Regions from separate parts of the Mus musculus genome. Here region 2 is linked to region 1. The links are chromatin contacts, called in public Hi-C maps. All regions are on one chromosome and are shown on one strand. Each heading gives the region's core, a stretch centred on a gene start, on an enhancer-like site or on the middle of the called end of the contact. The rest is flanking DNA. Distances are from core to core; before and after follow the strand shown.

Evidence for each region. Hi-C and Micro-C count contacts between places; a contact is called where the count stands out from the background.
Region 2: a contact with region 1 is called in a Hi-C map of uterus, with 2.3 times the contacts expected there. The contact joins two enhancer-like sites. A contact is called at or near these places in 2 of 484 Hi-C or Micro-C datasets (both in uterus) and 1 of 9 other capture datasets (adipose tissue).

What each region holds. Positions count from the first base shown.
Region 1 is chr15:35,872,830-35,879,071 of GRCm38.p6, reverse strand. It overlaps Vps13b (vacuolar protein sorting 13B), which reads right to left. Exons shown (of 62, transcript NM_177151.4): 45 at 3,247-3,510; 46 at 2,609-2,692; 47 at 2,255-2,430; 48 at 1,405-1,575; 49 at 228-429. All of the region lies in intron 2 of Gm41292 (a long non-coding RNA gene), which reads left to right. Among named protein-coding and RNA genes, the nearest start is that of Gm41292, 11 kb to the left of the region's middle. Within about 2 kb of position 2,586, at least 4 of the 459 cell types and tissues checked have an H3K27ac peak or open chromatin away from gene starts, as enhancers often do. A contact at or near this core is called in uterus, where this site is marked.
Region 2 is chr15:36,063,793-36,070,034 of GRCm38.p6, reverse strand. All of the region lies in intron 14 of Rgs22 (regulator of G-protein signalling 22), which reads left to right. Among named protein-coding and RNA genes, the nearest start is that of Rgs22, 73 kb to the left of the region's middle. Within about 2 kb of position 3,189, at least 26 of the 459 cell types and tissues checked have an H3K27ac peak or open chromatin away from gene starts, as enhancers often do. A contact at or near this core is called in uterus, where this site is marked.

The sequences.
Region 1 (6,242 bases), core at 1,337-3,836:
GGAGTATGTGTCATCAGATGCAGTGGTGATTTAGCCAGGAGTACTGCTGATGAGGAAAAGCACATCTGAAAAATGTTTAAGTATCAAAGAACATTCCATACCCTTTATGTATGCACCTACCAGGTCAGTTTTCCATAAGGAATTCATCCTGTTAAGATGTACGTGTAACCTCAGAATATAATCTAGTTATTGAGAGAAAAGAATATGCTAGTTTTAAGTTATTTTACCTGAAAATTAGGAGGAATAATAATTTTGCCAGCAGGAACTTGTAGAACAATCTTCTCTCCTTCAAACAGCCAGAGATCCCACTTGGACTGATTGATAAGCAGGGCCCAGGGTAGCAGTTCTATCAACAGGGTTCTAACATATGGTTTCCAGATTGACAGTTTGACTCGCATTGGGCTATCCCACTGACTCAGCTGCTCATTCCTGGTCCAAAGAACACATTCAAGTGACTCAGTGAACTATGATGAGTTCAGGATTTATACAGTATGTCTGAGCATTCCAGACACACAATGCTCCCACAGGAAGCCACTGTGCAGGACAGCAGCGCACAGCAGCCTCACCCAGGGTTGCACTTGCAAGCAGGAGAAAGCAGCTTTTCACGTAATGATGCTTTCCTCTTTGAGTAAAAGCATCCATTAGGCTAAACCAAACTAGATGACATCAGAATCCGATGCATTCAAAGGCTCTGCTCCATGGCATTTACTCTCTCTAGCATAAGGGTTAATCAAACTATAAAGTTGACTGGACTGAGAACTACATAGCAGATTCCTCTGGGCACAGTGATGAAGATGTTTCAAGAGAGGATTAATTCTGAATGTGAGCAGTACCATCCAATAGGTTGGGGCTGAGAGGAAATAAAAATAAGACAGAAAAAGCTAGGAGCAAAAACATTCTCCTTCTGTCCTCTGGCTGCCATGGCAGGGGCTCCTCTGCTCTGCCTTCCCTCCCATAATGGACTAAAAGCTCAGGAACTGTGAGACAAAGTCTTTTCTCCTGCAAGGTATGGTACTCGGGGATCTTGCCAGCAATAAAAAGTCTCAATAGCAAGCTAGTAGCTTGGGAATGGTGTTTTTCTTTTTTCTTTTCTTTCTTTCTCTCTTTCTTTTTCTTTTTTTTTTTTAGTATTTTTTATTAGATATTTTCTTTATTTACATTTCAAATGCTATCCCCAAAGCCCCCTATACCCTCTCCCTGCCCTGCTCCCCAACCCATCCACTCCCATCTCCTGGCCCTGGCATTCCCCTGTACTGGGGCATATAATCTTTGCAAGACCAAGGGCTTCTCCTCCCATTGATGGCTGACTAGGCCATCCTCTGCTACATATGCAGCTAGAGACAGAGCTCTGGGAGGCTTCTTAATGTTTAGAAGTACATATAGAAAACGAATGAAGAATGTCACCTGTCAGAATCTTTGTTACTGTAAGGCCAAGTGGGCTCCTGGGACTTTTCTGGCCCATAGAACTCATCAAGCATCTCATTAACTGTGCCTCCAGGCTGTATCTTAGTGGCTATTTGCTTAATGAGGGCTGTTGATATGGGAACCGCACAATCGGAAGGGTCATATTCTTCCCTAGGAAGTGAAAAGAGAAAACAGTAACAGATTTTTAAGAGTGATTTATTTATTTATTATATATAAGTAGTACACTGTTGCTGTTGCTGTCTTCAGACACACCAGAAGAGGGCATCGGATCGCATTACAGATGGTTGTGAGTCACCATGTGATTGCTGGGATTTGAACTCAGGACCTCTGGAAGAGCAGTCAGTGCTCTAAACCACTGAGCCATCTCTCCAGCCCGCTTAAGTAATTTATAATTTACCAAAAAAAAAAAAAAAAAAAAAAAAAACCAAAAAACAAAACCTAGAAATGTAGTTAGATTCACACTGTTCTGTGGGGTATTCTCCCTCCTCTTTCCTCTTTCTTCCTCCTTCCCTCCCTCTCTCCCTTCAGTGAGTTGGAGATTTATGACACAATTTTTAGATGGCCTGTGTCCTGGCTCTTCTTCCCACATACCCATGCTTGGGTGAGATCTCTAGTCATCTCTTCTCTGCAGGAAGGTGTCAATAAAATCTAAAATAAATTACATTTTATGATTCTACTTGGTTATTTATAAGCTTAATGAAAACGGCCAGATTCTATGTAGAGCCTTACTTAACATTTTTCTCAGGTCAGAATGTAAGTAAGGCTGCACCATGTAACCAGAACAGCTTGAGGCTACTTTACTTCTTGGGAAAATCCGCTTTGCTCATACCGTGCTTGAAATGTCAGGTGATGTACAAGGTCAGGTTCGACATTTTGCAGTGGATTTTCCTGCCCTCTTCCTGGAATAATCTGTGTTTCACTCAGACCCAGACTTCTTTTTTCCAAATGTATAATAATGGGGTCTGGAAGATGACTTCTCATGATAAAGAGAGGGCTGAACACGATCTATAAAAATAAAAGGACAGAAACAACTTTCATATTTGCTTTGTTGCAGTATTCCAGCTGTTTGATGCTGAAACATACGTGTAATAAATCTCCTCCCTGGGTCACTGTGACCTTATTCATTTGAGAACAGGAAAGGTCAGTGTTGGACACCATGCCTCAGGATTGGGAAAGCACTCACCATTCGCTGCTGAACTTGAGAGTTGGGTTCCAAAGTCAAAACTGTGCACCACACATAAATAATGGAACTGTTTGAAGTAGGCACCTGCACACGAGATAGGAAAGGCCCTGTAAGATCCAAAACAGCCTGATAATTAAGCAAAATATACGGAGTATCAGTTTAGATGATGAAAGAAGTTACAGTTACAGGAAAAAGCCACTAGGAATACTAAGGAAGTAAAACCAGACTTAAAATGAAAAGGGACTCCTTTCTGCAAAGGTGAAGAAGTCTGCACATGGATAGTGACGTGAGATGGGGGAAGAATGAAGAGATCCAGTTCTTAAATGGACGAAGATGAAGGTGGTGAAGATTCAGACAGAGACTAAAAACCATCAATCATCACAAAGATGCTCAAGTGGGGAGGTCAAGATTCCAGTCCCACCTCTGGGAAGCCCAGAGACGGGAGCCATTGCCGGAATCACTGACCAGTTTTTTTTTTTTTTTTTGTTGTTGTTGTTTTGTTTTCTTTCTTAGATTTCACTTTCTGCATAAACCAGTTGTGATTTTATTACAAAGTATGGGCTACATAAAGTAAATGCACAATGAGAACATTTCTGTGTTTAAAGTCACTCTTTTCCAGATATCAGGGACTCTCATACCTGGATGACAGTGCTATACTCAGAGGCTTTGGGTTCCAGACACACATCTCTTGACCAGTCCTCGTCTCCCTTAGCCTTCACACACAGCTCTGTCAGTTCGTTGTTTTCTAATATGTACGAAGGCAACTTCTGTTTGGCTGTGAGGCAATCAAAGTGTTCTCGAACTACAGCTTGTCCATCTTGACCAATGTAATGCTGGACAACTTTCAGTTCTATACTCTGAGACAAATAGCTACAGATGATCTGTCTTCCGCAGATGATAATCTAAAAGATGATACATAATATACAAAAGGTTCATCAATTTGGATGTCATTAACCAGAAATATGTATTCTTTTGGGAGATAATGCTGATGTTCATTACAGATGAAGTCATCAGTTTAGTATGACAGCGAAAGTAAGGAGTCTTTAAAGAAAAAAAATGAATTTTGTTCTGATCATATACAGTTGATGATATTTAAAGAGGGGACACATAGGCTGGGAACCAGTGAGCAGCTGGAAATGGTGAGGTGCTTGAGCTAAAGATGTGTGCAATAAAAACTGTGGAAGCAGGTCAGTGCGTAGCTCACCTGGCAGACAGGGTAGAGGGAGGCGCAAGCCTGCCAATCACCTTAAGTACACTCAGTGAGAAGCAAAAGGCTGGAGAAGGGGCAGAAAGTGGGTCCTGTAGGAAGAACTTTGCTCATGTCTTGAGAGGTGACTGACCAGGAGATGGTGGTGGTCAGTGCTGACAACGGCTACAGAAGCTGCCACGCATGGGATGAGAAGCAGGCCAGTCACTCTGTAATGTGAGAGGAGCTGACATCATGTGCTCCCTGAGGCTGCTCTCCAACAGCTCTCTTATCTGCTAAGAGATCTTGGTGGAAACTAATACAAATGAGCTTTGATTGAAATACAGAATTATATTATATTTTGCTTTTCTACATTGTAGAACTATACAACTTTAAAAATAAACACATAGAAGTTTCCTTTAAACCCATGGATTATCTAATTTTGCAACCAGCTAAGACTATAAACCATAGAAGGTAGTAAGAAATATTTTTGAGTTGACTGAAATTGGAAAGATATTGCAAAATTTATTCTTACACAGTTAATATTTTAGAAAGCAAACCCTTCTGTAATATGAATATTCACCATGACTAAGGAAAACAGGTTTTTTTTAAATAGAATTAAAGATTGAACCCTGGGCTTTACACATCCCAGGCTAGTGCACTATTACCGAACTACTACCCCAGTCTCTAATGTAATACTTTTATAAGCTTTATAACTTATTTGTGCTATTTTTCAGATTATAAAATAATATCAATAACACATATATTATTATTATGGGCCTAAGTGTATGATAATCAATTTTAATGTATCAATTTGACTGGATATTGGACTGCTTAGGCATTTAGTCAAATGGTATTTATCCTGGACATTTCTAAATGACATTATCATGTGAACAGGCACACTGAGTAGAACAGACTGTCCCTCCTTCAATGTGAATAGTGCTAAGTCTGAGGGCATACATTTTGCTGCCTGAACAGGGACACTGATCCTAGCCATCTCTTTCAAATGGAAATAGTTGCTAGTTTTGGGTAGCTCTGCCAGTTCTGAGGATTCAGGGTCAGACTAGAACTGAACATTGACACTTGAACTTGCTGACTGCAGAGTCTGGGACTTCTGTAATGGGAACTGATTTATAATCAGTCAGTCAACTGAATAACTTAACAATCGATTCTTTCATATTATTAATTGGCTCTGTTTTGATAGAGAACCCTAACTCAGTTAGGTGCTGCTGTGATTCTCCTTAACAAGACGAAAACACAAGTATGTTGACATTGATTAGCTTGCAGGTCTGTCCCATAGTCTATACTGAAGACAGCCCCAATAAGCTTGCATCCTAAAAACCTAACACCTACTCATACTCATCAATTTAGATTTTACAGGAAAGAGGAACACAAACTTGCCAAGCACCATTATTTCCTTTCTCATTTCAAAGACTGTCTTTTTCCCTTGCTGTAAAACACTTTGAGTTGGTTTAAGTATCAAAGGTACCCAGATACCTGCCCTGCAGGTGCTAAACGGTGATTCCCTTCTCCTGTGCCAAAGCTTAGGGTAAACATGGAGTTTTGCTTTTAATATGAGGATTTCCTTCTGCAATGGTCAGGGAGATAATACAGGATTTACAAAGTCCCCCTGCATCTGTCATGAAGTCTTGTAAGAGAATATGCAGAGGTTATGTAGCCATCTTGAGACTAGGAAGTCAGATTTTTATTTGTGAGCATGTAGTGTGTCCATGTATCTGCTATGTATGAAGGTGGGGGCCATAAAGGTGTGGATCGCCTGGAGCTTGATTGACAGGTGGTTGTGAGCCACTTGGTGTGGGCCCTGGGAACCAAAACAAGATCCTCAGGAAGACCTTAACTCCTGAGTCATGAATAACTATATGTGATGATGAATTATTATGTGTTCAGAACAAGCCCCTAGAATGAGACGCCACATCTTAAATGGCCTCTGTTTGTAGTACATTGCATTTTTTAGTACAAGGGTTTGGCATTTTATTCTTAAACAATTATTTATTTTACTAATGTGTACGTGAGTGCTGCAGAGTCTGTTTGGATCACATGTGTGCAGGTAACTTTGGAGGCCAGAGGCTCTGAATCCCCTGAAACTGAAATTATTAAACACTTTTAAGCGCTGGGTCATCTCTCCAACCCCTGGCATTTTCTTAAACATTTGTGTTAGAATTATGTTTCAGATCTTAAGGATCACATCTGTAAAACAAGCTGCTCTTCACTATTACACTTCCCCTAGATATGCTAGCCATTATGATGTTTTAGAACTATGCTTTCACAAAAACAAACCATAAAATTCAACCATGAGTCCTAAATTAGTGGGCAAACATTTCTTTAACATATGCTGGGGATTACTAGGCACTTGTGGTAGTACATCTTTTGATGCCATAGTAGCACCTAGTTTTAAATAAACATTCAAAAACTCCAAGGTAGTATCTA
Region 2 (6,242 bases), core at 1,940-4,439, 190 kb before region 1:
TCCTGAGGAATTCTCCCAGAGTTGATGTATTTGTCCCCCTAGCTGTTGCTGCTCTTGCTCTACAGGTGACCAAGACAAACTGAATAGCAATTAGGCCAGCAATTAAAAACATGATCCTTAGCCTAGAGACTTTTACTGAGATGCCTAACAAAGCGCACACAGCTGTGGACCCCAGACCTCTTCCTATCACGGTTGGAGAGCATTCTCTGCCTTTTCCATTTTTGAGGAAGCCAAAGAAAGGTTAGAGAAGAAAAAGTCCAGGCAGACCCTTTCCGGTAAAGCTTGTGTTGCCCTGGGAACATTTCCCAGTGACGTATGAGCTCACTTTAGCTTTACCCAAACCTTGGGTGTTACCATAAACTCATTTGGAGAAAAAAACGAAGGTGACATAAGAGGAGTGGTGTGGAGGAGTCTTCCTCCCCCATCCATCATCGTAACTGTTAACTCCTCTCGTCGATCTACACACTTCAGGGTGGTCCTGACATTTTCACAAAAGTGCTATGAGCTAAGAGCTTCTCTAGACAGGCGTGTGTTTCCAGGTGCACTGACAGAACTCATTGCTTCCTTATTGAGCAGCCGCATTGCCAAGCTGTGTTTCCTCAAAGATGAATGGACGCTGGTGAGGGGTGAGGTTGGATGTGAGGGATTGTGGGAACTCATGGGCCTCCTTATAGCTTTATGGTAAATTTCAGTGTCCTGATAGTGAGGTTTCTTGAGTGTTTGAATTACTCTTCAATTCTGTTGCCTTGGGCTTTTTTTGTTACAGAGAGATGGTGTCCCCAGTAGCAGACAGGCTTGCATTCCTAGGCACTGTGAATCACTGAGCAGTCAGCAGGGTTGTTTTGCATCCATTTCTGCTGCTTTGCTGGTGCAGTGGATTCAGGGTGAGCATGCACAGTGATGGGCTCTCTGCCTCACAGGCACTATCTAGTCACCACTGGGGTTTGTCCCAGCTGCCTGATGCAGCCTGAAGATTCTGCAGACATTATGCATAGAAAACAGTGAGCCTCAGAGAAATCCCCCTGACCCCTTATCCAGGAAAAGGCTGTACCTAGCTTTGTCTGGACCGTGGTTACCATTACATATGCCAGCTGTGTAATACTATCTCTTAGGTTCTATGGCAATAAATTTATATGCTGGTCTAATTCTTTTTTTTAAACAATTTTTATTAGATATTTTCTTCATTTACATTTCAAATGCTATCCCAAAAGTCTCCTATACCCTCCCCTCACCCTGCTCCCCAACCCACCCACTCCTGCTTTCTGGCCCTGGTATTCCCCTGTACTGGGGCATATAATCTTTGCAAGACCAAGTATCACTCCTCCCAATGATGGCCGATTAGGCCATCTTCTGCTACATATGCAGCTAGAGACATGAGCTCAGGGGATACTGGTTAGTTCATATTGTTGTTCTTCCTATAGGGTTGCAGACCCCTTCAGCTCCTTGGGTACTTTCTCTAGCTCCCTCCATTGGGGGCTCTGTGTTCCATCCAATAGATGACTGTGAGCATCTACTTTTGTATTTGCCAGGCACTGGCATAGTCTCACAAGAGACAGCTATATCAGGGTCATGTCAGCAAAATCTTGCTGGCATATGCAATAGTGTCTGGGTTTGGTGATTGTTTATAGGATGGGTCCCCGGGTGGGGCAGTCTCTGAATGGTCCTTCCTTCCGTTTCAGTTCTGAACTTTGTCTCTGTAGTAAAATGGGGTATTTTGTTCCCCATTCTAAGGAGGGATGAAGTATCCACACTTTGGTCTTCCTTCTTCTTGAGTTTCATGTGTTTTGCAAATTGTATCTTGGGTATTCTAGGTTTCTAGACTAATTAATATCCACTTATCAGTGAGTACATATTTAATGACTTCTTTTGTGATTGAGTTACCTCACTCAGGATAATATCCTCCAGATACATCCATTTGCCTTAGAATTTCATAAATTCATTGTTTTTAATAGCTGAGTAGTACTCCATTGTGTAAATGTATCACATTTTTTGTATCCATTCCTATGTTGAGGGACATCTGGGTCCTTTCCAGCTTCTGGCTATTATAAACAAGGCTGCTATGAACATAGTGGAGCATGTGTCCTTATTACCAGTTAGAACACCTTCTGGGTATATGCCCAGGAGAGGTATTGCTGGATCCTCCGGTAGTACTATGTCCAATTTTCTGAGGAACCGCCAGACTGATTTCCAGAGTGGTTGTACCAGCTTGCAATCCCACCAGCAATGGAGGAGTGTTCGATTTTCTCCACATGCTCGACAGCATCTTCTGTCACCTGAATTTTTGATCTTAGCCATTCTGACTGGTGTGAGGTGGAATCTCAGGGCTGTTTTGATTTGCATTTCCCTGATTAAGGAGCTGGTCTAATTCTTAATAAACCTGAGAGGGAGGTATTTTTGTTACCCCCTCCCACCCCAATCCTGTAGTTTAGAAAACACTTTCCCATGGGCATTTTCTAGCCGTCCTTGGAATTAGAATTGAGTGCTACAACTCTAGACCTGAACTGCGAGCTGCCATTTTATTACCAATTTCCCTTCACATGTGTCTATTACCTTGCTTAATCTTTCACTTTAATATTTTGAAATATCCTTGTGAGCATTACAGGTTAATTGTCACCCTGGACCTTTCCCCTTCAGACCTGTGAGTCTGTGTGGATAATCCTTGTGCTCATGTATATTCAGGACTGGAAGTGGCTTGTGTTAATGAATGAGGTGACCCACTGGCAATGCTTGGATTCTCAGTAACATGCTGAATGTGTAGTCACAGTTACAGTATTCTTCTACAGTGGTCACTGACAACTCTTCTGTTTGGCTGTGAAGCGGCTTACTGACTCCTTAGACCCATCTTACCAATCACCCCCAGCCTGGCTTTCCAGACACGATGACTTGGAGTTTATACTCCAAGTCTGATTTTAGTATGTTCCTCAGGAACAATAGTGAAATCTCCTCCCCTCTTCTTACCTCACTCAAATAACGGAAGTCACGGAAGCAGACCTTGACTGTTCCCAGCTCACCAGCCTGAGATGGCCGGTCCTTACTCAGCCTGACGTATTTACTGGAGAGAATATTTGTAGGGTAAAGAGCTAACTTGTGCTCTTTGCTTGTGCTCTTCAGTGGCAGGCAGGTGACCTGCTGTCTGCATGCTTGCCTTTCATGCAGTGACAGTGACAGGGCTAATGGTGCCTTTTGTTGCAACACCAGCTGGCCTGATGACTGTCGTTCTCATCAGAGCCACTTGGAGGCCAGCTTTACTAAGATGTGGCTGCATCCTAGTGAGACAAGTCTTGACTTTTAAACCAAAAGAGTAACTAGAATCTTGTTCCTGTTGAATTGTTGTTCACTGATTTCTTTATTTTCAGAGGTTAAATATTTCATTTAAATAAATGCTGATTTTGTTAAATTTTTTAAATAAAATATTAGATGATAAAATCCGTGGGCAATTTAGATTGCTTTTGACTGTTTGATAGGATTTTTTTAAGCTCTTTGTCTATTTACTCCACGGTATACTTGATTAATTGGTTTTGCTCAAAATGTCTTAAGCAATGGCTGAAGTCAGTCTTGAAACTCCCAATTAATTTTTTCCCTTGAGTTTATGGTTTGTTTCTGGCTTTTTTTTTTTTTAAGCATGTTCTGATTTCTTCCTCTGATTTTTCATTTTTTCAAAACAAATTTGAGCAAGTATTCCTCTGTTACTGGATTAGCATTCTCTGGAGGTTTTTTTTTTTTTTTTTTTGCTCCGAGTTCTCATTAATCAGGGCTGAGTCGAGGCCAGGAACCAGCGGCTGATTGTCTTCACATTGTCTGTCTTTTGGCAATCCCACCTCATGCTGATCTCAGCCTGGGTGCAGTTGCAATTCCTAGATCCCAGTCTTCGGGATTCCTAGCTGAATAGTGCAAGGTTCTTCACACTCGAGTCCATCTGTGCAAAGCTTCCTCTGTAATTCGTTGTCTGGCGCTGCTCTCAGTAATGTTTTTGAGCTCCTATTGGGATGTGAGAAGTCATTAAAACCATCATTTTTTCCTCCTTTTGCAGAATAAAAAGGTTGGGTTGCTTGGTGTTTTCTTTCTCTGCCTCATATGAACTCAGGTCACAAGGTTCTGAGCCTGCTAGAGCTGTGAGTGGTTGTAAAAACACACTTCTCTTTTTGCCAAATTTTATGATCTCTGAAAGTGCCTGGTATTGAGGTATTCATATCTGTGTTATAAACACTCCAAGAGCTCCCTTTGCCTTTAGCTTTGGGGAACAGTTTGATCCCAGTGTTCTATATAAATTCCAAGAGCAGAGAGTGACTGAGCACAGTTGAGAGGTTCCTGTGTTCCTCTGCCACTGGCCCTCAAGCTCAGCCATTGTTCAGCTGTCACAGCTGAGCACACAGCCACTTGCTGTGCTGAAGGTGATCTGTGAAGAGTTGGTTCCGAGGCAGGACAGGCTCTGAGTTAAGACCCAACAATATGAATTTTATTTCTCTTCATGCTTTGCTGCTTCCTTTTTATACATTCTCAGGAGGACAAATGGACAAGTTCTCTCTTGCTGCATCCTTACCTCTTCTGACTCATCTACCAGGCTGAAGTAAAGTCAGCGTTTGAAGTTTAACTCTGCCCTTGTCTGGGCACTGTTCAGAATGAGAAGAGACCAATGTAAAGACGCTCTTATTAGCTCTTCTCCGGATTCTTCTCCGGATGGCTTTACTCCGATCAAAGTACTAAGAGGAACTGTATTATGGTCCACATTTTCAAAACTGGGGATAAATTAAACAGTCTGTAAGGAACGTGTTATAAATTGGCATGTGATGGTGGGATGTGGTGTATTCTAGCTATGTGGCTTTACCCCCAGAAAGTGTTAGAACTAGGTGATGTCATCTACTGCTCACCCCCAGTCCTGTTTTCTGTCTTTTAGTCCTGGTACAAAAAGAGAACTATCGTGCTTTTGTGTGAGTGAATGCTTAGCACCCAACAGTCCTGGCAGGAGGGTAGCCTGCACTCATGCCTGAGGGTAAAAACTCAGCTTAGGTGGTTTCCAGCTCCTGATATGACCAGGCGGGCGTGCACAGCAGCACACCACCATACCCTGGTTCCACCAGATAGTACACAGGCAAATGGCATCACAGCTGTGAATGGTAGTGAGAGTTATTGGGAGCACTGAGTTTTAAGTGTTCACTATCTTCAATTTTAATATAATTTCTATAATTAAAAGGTTATATAATTTAACTTTTGATAATGACTAAATTTAATAATTCACAAAAATTTCCAAAAGTTTTTGTTTTGCTCCCATGAGCTGGGCCAAGCCAGCATACCATTCTCCTGATGGAGGGAGAGAGGACAGAGAAGGCTCATCCTGATCCTTTTTTTTTTTTTTTTTTTTTTTTTTTGGGTTTTCGAGACAGGGTTTCTCTGTATAGCCCTGGCTGTCCTGGAACTCACTCTGTAGACCAGGCTGTCCTCGAACTCCGAAATCCGCCTGCCTCTGCCTCCCAAGTACTGGGATTAAAGGCGTGCGCCACCACGCCCAGCGATCCTCTCCATTTTAAGTTCCCTTAACACTAGAGCTGGAAACCCTGACTCTCCACCTTCAGAATTTCACCTTCATTTTGGAAACTGTTTAGTGGCCCCTTGTTTGTACCTCTCAAAGATGGTACCTAACCTTTGCTCCATGATTAGCAAGTCCCCCATAGTTTGCTTACTATAAACTTTAAAGGGAGTTGATTAAAACCAAAAACATCAAAGCAGTGAGATGGCTCAGCAGTTAAGAACACTGGCTGCTCTCTCAGTTCTGAGTTCAATTCCCAGCAACCACATAGTGATCATCTTTAAAGGGATCTGATGGCCTCTTCTAGCACATAGGTGTGCATACAGACAGAGCACTCCTATATTTAAGAAAATACATAAATAAATATGTTAAAAACAACAAGATACTTGGCAAGCAGACTTTATACATTTGTACCCCAGAGATTTTCCTTCTTTTTTCTTTACATGACGTGGCCACAGGTGCCCTGCCCCCTCCTGTCTGGGGCCCGGCAGGATCTGCTGACACTCAAGCACAGGGGAGTGTAGCTGTAGGAGGTGGCAACTGCAGACAGGCTTTTATTTCTGTAACTCCTTTGCTAGGCATCTTGGGAAACTCCTAGAAGATTGTGAAAGACACATGTCAAACTACCTCCTGCTGACCTTATGAGCTTTAAAAAAAAGGACCTCTTGGTGATACTGCTCACTGAAATGTAAGTGGTCTCTCCTGACCTCTGTGTTAC